Linked DNA regions of Arachis hypogaea: region 1 is linked to region 2. The links are chromatin contacts, called in public Hi-C maps. All regions are on one chromosome and are shown on one strand. Each heading gives the region's core, a stretch centred on a gene start, on an enhancer-like site or on the middle of the called end of the contact. The rest is flanking DNA. Distances are from core to core; before and after follow the strand shown. Region 1 has its middle 7.3 kb from the start of LOC112719308. Region 2 has its middle 14 kb from the start of LOC112718351.

Region 1 (6,289 bases), core at 3,485-5,984, 71 kb after region 2:
AAGTCTACTTTCTTGTGCTCTTCTTTGTGTATTTCCATCTCTTTGCGGGCTTCCTCAATTCCAACATTTCCCTTTTCATCACATGGCTTGGTGTTGTCTTCAAGAACTTCGATTTCTTGCCCAATGGGAGGTGATTCAATTTTGGATAGGAATTCATTGATGAATAGATCCATCTCTTGATCAACCTCTTCATATTCTTCAATTTCGATATACACCATGCCAACTTTTTCCTCTTGGTAGCTCTCTTTTGATTTACTCTCTTTCTTATTGCTCACCAAGGGTATGAGTGGTTGTGCACACTCTTCTACAACTTCAACTTCATGTCCAATGGGAGAAGATTCAATTGTAGATAGAAATTCCTCCATGATTGAATCTATTTCTTGAATAGCCTCCTCATAGTCTTCAATTTTGAGATGCTCCGGAGGTTGTTGGAATTCACATGGGGGTTCCACATTGATGAGCGAATAATTTATACGCTTTTTGGCATTGTTTTTAGTATGTTTTTAGTATATTTTAGTTAGTTCTTATTATATTTTTATTAGTTTTTATTTAAAATTCACTTTTCTGGACTTTACTATGAGTTTGTGTGTTTTTCTATGATTTCAGGTATTTTCTGGCTGAAATTGAGGGACCTGAGCAAAAATCTGATTCAGAGGCTGAAAAAGGACCGCAGATGCTGTTGGATTCTGACCTCCCTGCACTCGAAGTGGATTTTCTGGAGCTACAGAAGCTCAATTGGCACGCTCTTAATTGTGTTGGAAATTAGACATCTTGGGCTTTCCAGCAATATATAATAGTTCATACTTTACCCAAGATTTGATGGCCCAAACTGGCGTTCCAAATCAGCTTCAGAATTCCCGGCGTTTAACGCCGGAACTGGCACAAAAGTTGGAGTTAAACGCCCAAACTGGCACAAAAGCTGGCGTTTAACTCCAGGAAAAGTCTCTACACATGAAAGCTTCAATGCTCAGCCCAAGCACACACCAAGTGGACCCCGGAAGTGGATTTTTACGTCATTTACTCATTCTTGTTAACCCTAGGTCACTAGTTCACCATAAATAGGACTTTTTGCTATTGTATCTGTATCTCATGACACATTACACGTTTCTTATTGTATCTTCTACGGCATGAGTCTCTAAACCCCATGGTTGGGGGTGAGGAGCTCTGCTGTGTCTTGATGGACTAATGCAATTACTACTGTTTTTCATTCAATCACGCTTGCTTCTATTCTAAGATATCACTTGTTCCTCAACTTGATGAATGTGATGATCCGTGACACTCATCATCATTCTCACCTATGAACGTGTGCCTGACAACCACCTCCGTTCTACTTTAGATTGAGTGAATATCTCTTGGATTCCTTAATCAGAATCTTCGTGGTATAAGCTAGAATTGATGGCGGCATTCAAGAGAATCCGGAAGGTCTAAACCTTGTCTGTGGTATTCTGAGTAGGATTCAAGGATTGAATGACTGTGACGAGCTTCAAACTCTTGAGGGCTGGGCGTTAGTGACAGACGCAAAAGAATCACTGGATTCTATTCCAACCTGATTGAGAACCGACAGATGATTAGCCGTGCTGTGACAGAGCGCGTTGAACATTTTCACTGAGAGGATGGGAGGTAGCCATTGACAATGGTGAAATCCTACATACAGCTTGCCATGGAAGGAGCCTTGCGTGAATGAAGAAGAAGACAGTAGAAAAGCAGAGATTCAGAAGATAGAGCATCTCTAAAACCTCAACATGTTCTCCATTACTGCAAAACAAGTATTTATTTCATGTTCTTTTACTTTTCACAATTAAACCCGAGAATTATTGATATCCTGACTAAGAGTTACAAGATAACCATTGCTTGCTTCAAGCCAACAATATCCGTGGGATCGACCCTTACTCACGTAAGGTATTACTTGGATGACCCAGTGCACTTGCTGGTTAGTTGTGCGGAATTGCAAAAGTGTGATTGCAATTTCGTGCACCACACATCTCTTAGATCTTGAACCACTTTCTTCTTTGTTTCATTAACCATGGGTCTCTCCAATTGTTCTATTACTAGTACCGATTCTTCTTTTTTCACCGGATTTTCCAATTTCTCCTTCATGCTTTGCTCTTCCTTTGGTTTTTCACATGGGGTTACGGAAACAACTTGAGTATTCAAACATTGGTGGGCTAAGGTGTGCACCACCTTGGTCAAATTGGTCATAAACTCAAGTGTATCCCGCTTCATGGCTTCTTGTCCTTGAAGTAACAAAGTGACAGAATCGTCTATTGGGGCTTGGGGTGAGTATGAAGGTTCATTGTTTTGGAGCGAGGGTTCATGGTAAGAAGGTGGTTCTTCTTGGTAAAATTATGGAGGTGGTGTGCATTGAGGTGGTTCTTGGTAGTAATCTTGATAGGGTTGTGGTGGTTCTAAAGGTTCTTGCTCATAATGATCATGAGGATATGGTACGGGTGATTGGTGATATGGTGGATATGGATCATAGGAGGTGCTTGGTGTGGAGAGGCTTGTGAGTATGGTTGAGGTTCATGTTGAGGATCAGATTCATAGGCATATGGTGGTGGTTGATTGTCACAAAAAGAGTCACCATAGCCATTGAGTTGACATGCATTAGGATGTGAATTATACCTATATGTATCCGGAGGTTGTTGCCAAAAGAGGTGATCAATTCCTTGAGGCTCCTCCCATCTTGGAGTGTTCCATCCTTGGTACATGTTATCATTGAAGTGCACATTTCCTACAACATAATTAAAACCAAACTCATAGCCAAAGTGAGAATTCATTATGAAAAAACAAAATAGAACTAACTAACCTAGTAGTCAAACAAAGGACAACTATTTATACTATTCACATATATACAATAACCAATAACATAACACCATTGCAAGTCCCCGGCAACGGCGCCATTTTGCTGATTGGATTTTTGACGGTTTAGAATTTCACAAATGAAATCTCGTTGTAAAGTATAGTCTCTAAACCAACAATAATCCCTTCATACAAAAATTTTGTTTATGACAAGTACAAACCCCTAAAATCTATAAACCGAAGTATTTAAACCTCGGGTCGTCTCTCAAAGGACTTGCAGGGTAGTGTTCTTGTTATTGGTTTTGAACTTGTTTATTTTGGGGTTTTAGATGAGAAACATGAATAGTAAAGGATAATGAAATTTTATTAACAAAATGGTCTTGGCAAGGGTTGGTTGTCAAGGGTCTTCATCATTATCACTAGCCAAAAGTATGGTAGTTGCAAGGATTAATCCCACTTAGTCATCCTTAAGTCAATTAACAAAGGAAAGTCAAGTGAGTTATATTAATCCTAGTCCATAAATCCTAGCTTTTCACTAATTGGATTAATGAAGGCTAGAGTCAATGGCTATCAACTATCAATCAATTGGACACTAGTAATTCAAGAAATCCTAACTTACCTTCTCAAGCCAAGAACATAAAATTCTATTCTAACATTCTTCCAAGCATTTCATCAAACACTTGGAAGGCACAAAAGGAAAGTATAGTAAATCACAACAAGAATGAATTCTAACTACAATTAAATGCAAAGAATTAACAACAACAATTAAGGAAATCACAATTATCATGAATTACCTCAAATTGCTTTATTAAACGAAAACAAAAGAACAAGAGTATATCAATTACAAAATCTAGAAACAAAATAAGAGAAATTACAACAAGAGAATAGGGATAGAAAGAAGAACCAAAGTGTAGCAATCACCAATTGAAGGTAGAAGTAGAAGGAGACTTGAATTAAATCTAGAACTATGTGATCCTAATCTAACCCTAATTCCTAATCCTAGAGAGAAGTGAGAGATTCTCTCTCTAGAAACTACTTCTAACTAATCCTAATGTGTAAAAAATGAACTAAAGTGAGATAATCTCCTTTGCTCTTCAATCCTTGGCTTTAAATAGCAGTTTAGGCGCCAAAGTTGGTTGAGATTGGGCCCCACAACCCTTCAGAATTCGTTGGCCACGTTTTCATTAAAAAATCATAAACCAGCTCTGACGCGTACGCGCACAGCACGCGTACGCGTCCATGGGGTAATCCGCAAGGTGCGCGCAAGCGCCAGGTGCGCGCGCTTCCATGGGCGAGTTCAACTTCTTTGACTTTTCATGATTTCTCCACTTTGCATGCTTTCCTCTTCACTCCTTTGATTCATTCCTAGCCTTTTCAATCTGAAATCACTAACAAACATATCAAGGCATCTAGTGGAATCAAAAGTGAATAAAAATCATCAAATTAAAGGTCTAAAAGCATGTTTTCACATCTAAGCACAAATTAGGAGACAATCAAAAAGTCATGCTAATTCATTGAATAAATGTAGGTAAAAGGTGTTAAAATCTCTTAAAATCAATACAAGATAAACCGTACAAATGGGGTTTATCAACGGGCCGTCGAACTCGCCCTACTCAGGCGGGTCCCTCCTCCTTCGCGAAGTTCCTCCGATGTGGGGAGTCACTCCATGTCTACTCCAGGGTCCCCACAGACGGTGCCAATGTTCGTTACCTAGCGATCTCGGGTATTCGAGTGGAAAGGTGGGTAAGCGGGATCCCAGGTGGACTTGGAGCGGGCGTGGAGGTACGAACAGAAAGTTGATGATGCCGGAGGAGGAGATAACGAGGGGGTGGCTACCTGCAAGGACACTCCAACGATCAAGTCAGTGTCTGTACGAGGTGGTAGCTGAATTAGGTAAAATGTGACGTACCTCGGGGAGGGAGTTGACCTCTCCCTTATATACTGTGCTGGATGGGCCCATGAATGACCTAGCCCATTGGCCGAGAGGCTGCCATGAGCTGTCCCAGTCCACGTGGGAAGAGCAGGTCGTCTCGGACTTCAGGTCGGGGCTTCGGGCACTACCCCGAGAATGCCGACCGGCGCCCTAGGTTGTACGAAAGATAAGCCGGGTGTGTCTCGGGTCAGGTGGTAGGACCCAACTCGTCGGACTCTTCTTGCCGTAGGTGGTTTGGGCCTGGGTCGGGGTGGTGCCCCGACCCGGTGGCTAACTGGGCTGGACTCTTGGCGGTCTGTAACACCTGGGTAGTAGCAAGGATAGTGGTTTGTCCCGCTTGCTCCAGATCGGTGAATATGACGCCTAGGTATTACCAGTAGTAGTGGATTATTCCACTTGCCCAGGATGAGCTTTTTAAATACCCGCCTGGGTAGTAGCGGTAGTTGTGGTTCTTTCACTCGCTCTGGGTTAAGCGGGTAGTAGCAAGGGGGTTGTAGCTCAGACCCACTTGCTTCACAATGCGTGTTTCTGTCCAAGGTTAGCTACCAAGACATGTCAGGTTGGTGACAGATGATATCATTAGCCGTAGGACAGACATTCATCTTATGCATTTGCATGTTTTGTTTGAGTTTGAATTTGTTTTGGTTTGCCTAATATGCTTATCTGTTATTAACTGGTAATTGTAATACTTGCTGTAACTGCTCCTTAAATGTGTTTGTCTTGTATTATTTGTGTCTATGTTGGTTCTGTTTTGAGATTGAGTGTTGGTAAACAAATTAATTCCTTAGATGATAGTGTGGTTAATTATATTTGGGCCGGAGGCTGAGATTGATTATGTTTGGGCCGGGGGACGAGGTTTGATTATATTATGTTGGGCAGGAGGCCGTGACTTGATTCCGTTCTAGGTCGGAGGGGCTTTATTTGATTATATTATTACACATTATTGAAATTTGGAATTTTTTATGATTTAAAGAAAAGAACTTTAAATTTGGATAAGTAAACGTCAGGTTTTCTTTCAAAATATTCATAAGATAACGATAATCACTGAGCTTGAGAACAGTTTCTTATTAAATATCTTCTTATAACAAATTCTAAAAATCCGTGGTGAGACCGTGTGGTTAGGTTCTCACCCTCCTACAGTTTTATTTTTTCAGGACGGACGAAGAAGCTTGCAGAATTTTAGTTAAGTATTTAGATATGCTGTTTCTGTTTGTTTACACATGTTATAGATTTATCCCTCGCGTTTATTACTAAAATGTTGTAAGAGGGATAGGAGTTGTATCTTTTATATGTATATTATATTTATTATCTACTTATGTAAGAAGTCTTGTATATAAATATATGTTTGTTTGTTTTCAAGATAAAGTAATTTTTATCTGGTTTTCAAAGAAATCAGCGATACGGTTTTGAGTCAAAGGATACTATTTTATTATTAAGTATATGAAATAGTCAAAATACTTACTATCAGAATAGCGTAGCAGGAAGCGTGACATTCTGACAGTAAAGGTGTTACAAATTGGGCTGTAGACGCCGTTGTTGGTAAAGGATGGCATCAAC
Region 2 (6,263 bases), core at 3,313-5,812:
ACACATCGATATTAAGTACTTAGTCATTAAAGACTGAGTTAGGTCTAATGAAGTACAGACAGAGCCCTTGGCTTCTTCAAGCGCATCATAAAAAAACTCTTCCTCAGACACCAATTCAATATAAGGATATTTTGATGTTAATTCTTTGCAAGCCTTTATTACTTCAACATAATAACTCTTCTCATGCATTAGATTGTGAAGCTACATGGTTGTAGACTCCAAAAGCACCTTTGCACTTTCAGTTTCGCTTCTAACACATTCTTCCTCAACTAGTATAGAACGATTTATCTGTGATATAAAATATGAATATTATTCATGATAGCACATAATGACATTATTTGATCCATATAGTTGACTCACTACAAGATCTAAAAGGTTTTCAATTCTAGTCAATACCTAGTGGTGAACTGTGCCATAAACTTTTTGAAGATATCCTAGAAGCTGTCAATTGACCCATTCGAGAGAGTGCTAAACTATTTTTTCGCTAGGTGTAATATCCTACCACACAAAATTTTACGTCTAGGACGTAAATCAAAGGTGGCGAGATGCTACGATCTCTAAAAGTAAAAATACACACACACACACACACACACACACACACACACACACACACACACACACACACACACACACACACACACACACACACACACACACACACACACACACACACACACACACACACACACACACATAACAAGGATAATATAGCTAGGAGTCTTGAAGGAAAAAGGGTAAGATCAAAACGAAACCGAAGATGCGTCGCTCACGAAAAATGTTAAGACAGAAAGCTTATACAGAAAACTAAATGATATATATATATATATATATATATATATATATATATATATATATATATATACCAACGGATAAGTAAAATCAAGTTCTAAACTCGACCTACAAAACTAAGACCGGCTAGAGTATATATATATATATATATATATATATATATATATATATATAGACACACACACGTATACAATACCAAAACATTACTCAAACTACAATATAAACTCTTGTTTCTCCATAAGTAATCTCTAAGAGGGCAAAATTACAAAATACAAGGTGCAAAGAATAACTGTAAACACACATATATACAAGTACAACCAGAACGATAAACCCAAATATAGTTTTTGAAAGTCTCCAGACGCTTGGTGAGGTGCCTTCAAACCTGCATCTGAGAAACAACAATAGATGTATGGAATGAGAACCAGGGGTTCTCAGCATGGTAAATGCGCCTGCATAGTTAATATAAAAGGTTCCGGGAAAGACAGTGGCAATCCTAGAAATTGACACTCAGAAATAAATTTAAGAAAGTATTCTAAACCATAAATTAGTTAAGTTATCTAAGGTGTTCAAGTTCTAAATTCATGTTTAACCTAAAACTTCACTTTCCGTCTCCTCCAACCCTCCGAAACACTAGTGAAACTACCCTCAGCGTCACCTCCACCAGCATGAGAGATCTCTATGTTCCAAACGCGTACAGTTTAGACAAAGAAAATACAAATAAAGGTAGAAGTTATAGCAGATAGAACAAGTAGTAATTAATTACTGTTAAACAATTAGGCAAGCCAAAACAAAGCATACTCAAACAAATTGCACAAATGCACATGATGCATGTCTGTCCTATGGTCGATGAGTCTCATCTGTCGATTATAAATCCAAACCTGATATATCTGATAGCTAACCCTGGACAGAACACCAAAACAGAGCAAGAGGGATCAATCTACATCCCTTGTATCTTACCCGCGTACCAGGAGCAGGGGACAACCTCACCCTTTGCCTCTTACCCAGGCGGTGTTACAGTTCTCGACCTGGAGCAAGCGACAACAGAACTCAACCCTTGCCTCTACTCGAAGTCTCGAACTCTAATCCGAAGCAAGTGGATAATACCACTGCATCTTATCCGGAGTCTCAACATATATCCGGAGCGAGTGAACAATGCTACCCCTCTTACTCGGTCACTTATATCTCATAATCATTCAATTCATTTAAATATCATACTTTAATATCAATCTTCATCATCCTTCACTCAAGTTCAAACATCATCAATCCATCTATCATTCAATTTGTAATTCATCATTATCATCATCATATTTATCAATCACTTCTTATTTAACATCACCAACCCTTTATTAGTTCATTTAACACTTTGCAAAACCTTTTCAAATATCTCTTCAATTTATTTAACAGACTCATCCTCATTCTAAGGCTTAAAGGCTAACCAACGGACCTTAAACAAGTGTAAGGGAGGTTTGAAAAGCTAGAGGTTTGGTTAAACATTCAAAAATATCATCTTTGGCTAAAACAGGGGTTCCGCGTATGCATGCCATGTTTCACGTACGCGGAGGTGTAAATTTTGCCCATATCGCGTATGCGACTCTTGTCTCCGTAGCGACCCCTTGGACAGGAAAGCCTTCCCGTGTCATGTGGTACTGCCCGCATACGTGAGCCTGTAAATCCTCCTATTTTGCGTACGTGTGCGCACTCCTGCATACGCGGGACGTCTGGGCAAAGCTCAGGGTCCACGTCGCATGTGTGTTCGCATACGCATGTCCATCAAAAGTCGTAAAAAGCTGTTAAGTTCTTTAGAAAGTACTTTTACACACCAAACTTTCAATGAGAATAACTTTTTCGTTAAAAATTATTTTTTATCAGTTCTTCGAACAGCATAAGCTTCACAGACCCAATTTAATTTAAAACAAGTTTGAAAAATTTGAGAGACCAGAAGCTAAGTTATGGCCCACCAAAGTTGATTACAAATCAAGTTTTTATCAAAATTACCAAACCCCTATTTTTACCAACAACCTCAATCCAACCCAATGTTTTACACATCAAAACAACATTAAACTCATTCAACACAGTTTCATAATCATTCCATATCTTCCATAACATATCAATTCTTAATGTTTAGCAATTCTATCCCAACAATCCTTCGTCAAAACTATACAACAAATCAACACATTAACATTTACAACTCAAAATCATCATTATCATCAATTATCATCACGACTCATGACAACTCAACATTTCTACCAAATATCACTAAACCATATCAATTTCACGTAGTTCAACTTATTCTACAGTCAGCTAGTCTAAGTTTTCACGTTACATTATATATTATCTACGAGAAACCAAAACCATACCTTGGCCGATTCCTCCCTAATGCTCGGACACCTCAAATTTCACCGTTCCTCAAGCTTTCACTTCACCAAGACCACACCAAAGTCGGGTTCCCAGCCTCCAAGATTTAAATCAACAACTCAACCACCAATTGAACTTCAAATCAACGTAATTCAATCTATTGTCACATTATATCGTTATAATCAACCCCAAAGCTTACTAATTCAATAATTTCACAAAGGGTTTGAGGGTTCTTATCTTACCCATGGTTTAATTAGATAAAATCCAATAATTATCCACCACTAAAGTATTCCTAAACTATCAAAATCCCAAAATCTCTCAATACCAAAATCCAAATTCATGGAAAAGGGGAGAATAGAGAACTAGACACAAAAATATCAAATTCCTTACCAAAATTTTGACATGGTTTGGAAGAGAATTCCGAGACGAATGTATGACCGCTAACGGCTCGTCAGTTGGAGCTCCGGATTGAAAGTTATGAAAGAAAGAAGATCAGAGTGAATAGTGACATAGGGTTTGCCCTCTAATTCACCATTGCAGCGTGATTCACATGAGGGTGGGGTGTTTGTGGCTGAAATGCCATATTTCGGGTTTATATATGTTAGGCCTTGGCCCGGTTTAGACTCGGTCTAATTGATTCGATCCGTTGGACCGTTTTTATGTCAAAAACTTTAAAATTAGTGTCGAAATTCATATTTTAAATATTTTTACTCTTCTAACTTATCAAATTTAATTTTCTAGCTTCTTTGAATAATAATTAACTTATCAGTTAATTATTTATTAATTTTCTAGATTTTACACTAGGTCGGCCAGGGTCATCGGGAAAGCTTGTATCGAATCGCGTCGGCAGCTCCTTCGAGGTTCATCTTGGCCTCGAAGGTCGTTAGGTGTTTCTAGGGGTCTTTGGTACCGTCATATTCCATATCAGTTTGGTTTGTGAAAACCTTTAGGTAACTTAGCCCTTAGGTTCCTCTCAGTGAATGAGGTGGCTCCAATTATCACGTGATCTCTCCTTGTTCGTTTGGAATCTTGATGGTGTCTTCTGTCTTCGTCGTCGTGTCGGCACTTTGGTTCCTGGGAAACACTACGATTCTGGCATTTTCCATGACGCCCGGGTGATCTTTCATTCCTGGTTTTTCGTCGTGATTGACTTCTAGAGGTTGCTTGACTTGCGTGTTTCGAGTGGTATCGCCCTTTGGAAGTGACCCGGCCTTCAAGGATTTGTACTCTTTAGTAGAGCTCTTGGATTGCTTTTTCTCCTAGTCCGTCAGGCGTTTGGGCCTTATTGAGGTGGTGGTCGTCTTCTTTTGGTTCTCGCCTGTCAGCGGTGGGCTGGCGATGCATGGTGCTGGTTACCTTCCTGTGGGTTGGTGGAGGGATATCGTTTCGTGGTTCCGACATTCTATCGGGTGGGTCTGATTCGCAGTGATAGCCTGAGAACCGCTCCTTGAATTCTTCCATCATGTCACCGAGGTTTTGGCAAGTCCCCACAGACGGTGTCAATGTACTGAGAGTTGTTGGCACGCATAGTGAGATGGATCAGGGACTCGCCGACCTTGAGTGGTGATAGGACCAGATCTTCTCGAAGCGGTGGGGTGTAGTACCTACAAAAACTCTCTGACACTCAAGTCAAAATAGATCTGAGAGATATATGTGAGGGTTAGAAATATGTGACGTACTCTCTTTTTATAATAGGCATTTGTTTATCTTTTCTTATCTTATTTAAGATAAGAAGGATACTAGATTTTGAATGTTGGTTAGGAGTTTGATTATTAGGCCGGTTTGGAATGGAAAGGAGGCCCAAATCTGAGCAACCGTGTTAGAGACTGCTCTGATGAAAAAGCAGGAAATCAAGTCTAGAATAGGATGTCTGGAGAATTTTGGGTCTATGGGGCTTTCTTGTGAGCATCACGTGCCTCGTCATTAAATCTATTTATAATCATAATTAACTTCTATTTCACCTAAACACATATTTATGAGCCACTGTATTTGACAAATTTTCACTCAAAATATTTTCAGGCCACATAACATAATTATATGAATAAACTATTATTTCTACCCATGAAAGTCTTAAATGCTGACAAATCTACTTATGAAAAAAAACCTGTAACCATAAAAAATGAATTCCATATGATAAAATTAACTAAACACTAAAAAATCACCTAAAAATTTTAAATGACTCTTTTCCTCATCCTAATTAATCTCACTCTCGTCCTTTTCAATCCCTGCCTGACTATCCCAACACCACCACTACCATCGTCACCACCATCAAGTTAGCAACATCTTTGCGTTTTTCGTCTACAACACCAGCAATTTGCAGAGATAAAAACAAAGCCAATTTTTGAACTACGACCAAATTCAATATCAACTGAAGAACATTCGGAGATCACAAATCATCTATCAAATCGAACAATTTAAAAGTTGAATACTTTTGATTTTTCCTCAGAATCAATTGAGAAAGTGACTAACAACATTGAATGACGCTCTAATCCTACCAAAAAAGGTAGAGAGGAAGTCTTTGATGGTGACATCAAAGAAGGAGTAGCGCAACTATTTGAACCAAGGGAGAAAGCAGAGCTGAGACCACTATGAAACCACTAATCTCGTATACACACGCGGTGGTTATTTAGCGTTGCTACGAAGGAAAATTCCTTGGAAGAGGCAATGGCGCACACAACGATTGTGGTGGAGAGGTAGTAACATCGAGGAGCACAACAACATCTTCGTGTTCTTCGTCTACAACAGCAGTTCTTCCTCGCGGTGGACCTTGAGAAGGTAATGAGAAACTATCACGACGGAGAAGACAGAAGGTTGGCGGGAGGCAGGGAGGTTGGACCTTCGATGTCTCTGAATTGGCGGCCAATAGCTGGTCCTTTATAGCGAATTCGGTCCCAAAGTTAGGGGAGGCTTCACTGCTACAGTTGGAGAAGGCGTGAGGAGTGAGGTTAGAATTAAGGTTAAGAGAATGGTAATTTGGAGTTTTTATGAGATTTTTTAGTGTATGGATAATTTTGTTGTACGGAATTCATCTTTTATAGTTACAACTTTAATTTCTTTTTTTTATGGGTAAATTTGTCAGCATTTAGAACTTTTATGGGTAGAAATAGTAGTTTACTCTA

What was found. A called contact is a pair of places that touch in the nucleus more often than the background predicts.
Region 1: a Hi-C map of leaf shows a contact between it and region 2, with 3 times the contacts expected there. The contact joins two enhancer-like sites. A contact is called at or near these places in 2 of 8 Hi-C or Micro-C datasets (both in leaf).

The regions. Positions count from the first base shown.
Region 1 is chr10:108,835,342-108,841,630 of arahy.Tifrunner.gnm2.J5K5, forward strand. No RefSeq gene overlaps it. Among protein-coding and RNA genes, the nearest start is that of LOC112719308, 7.3 kb to the left of the region's middle. Within about 2 kb of position 4,735, at least 1 of the 3 cell types and tissues checked has open chromatin away from gene starts, as enhancers often do.
Region 2 is chr10:108,764,804-108,771,066 of arahy.Tifrunner.gnm2.J5K5, forward strand. No RefSeq gene overlaps it. Among protein-coding and RNA genes, the nearest start is that of LOC112718351, 14 kb to the left of the region's middle. Within about 2 kb of position 4,563, at least 1 of the 3 cell types and tissues checked has open chromatin away from gene starts, as enhancers often do.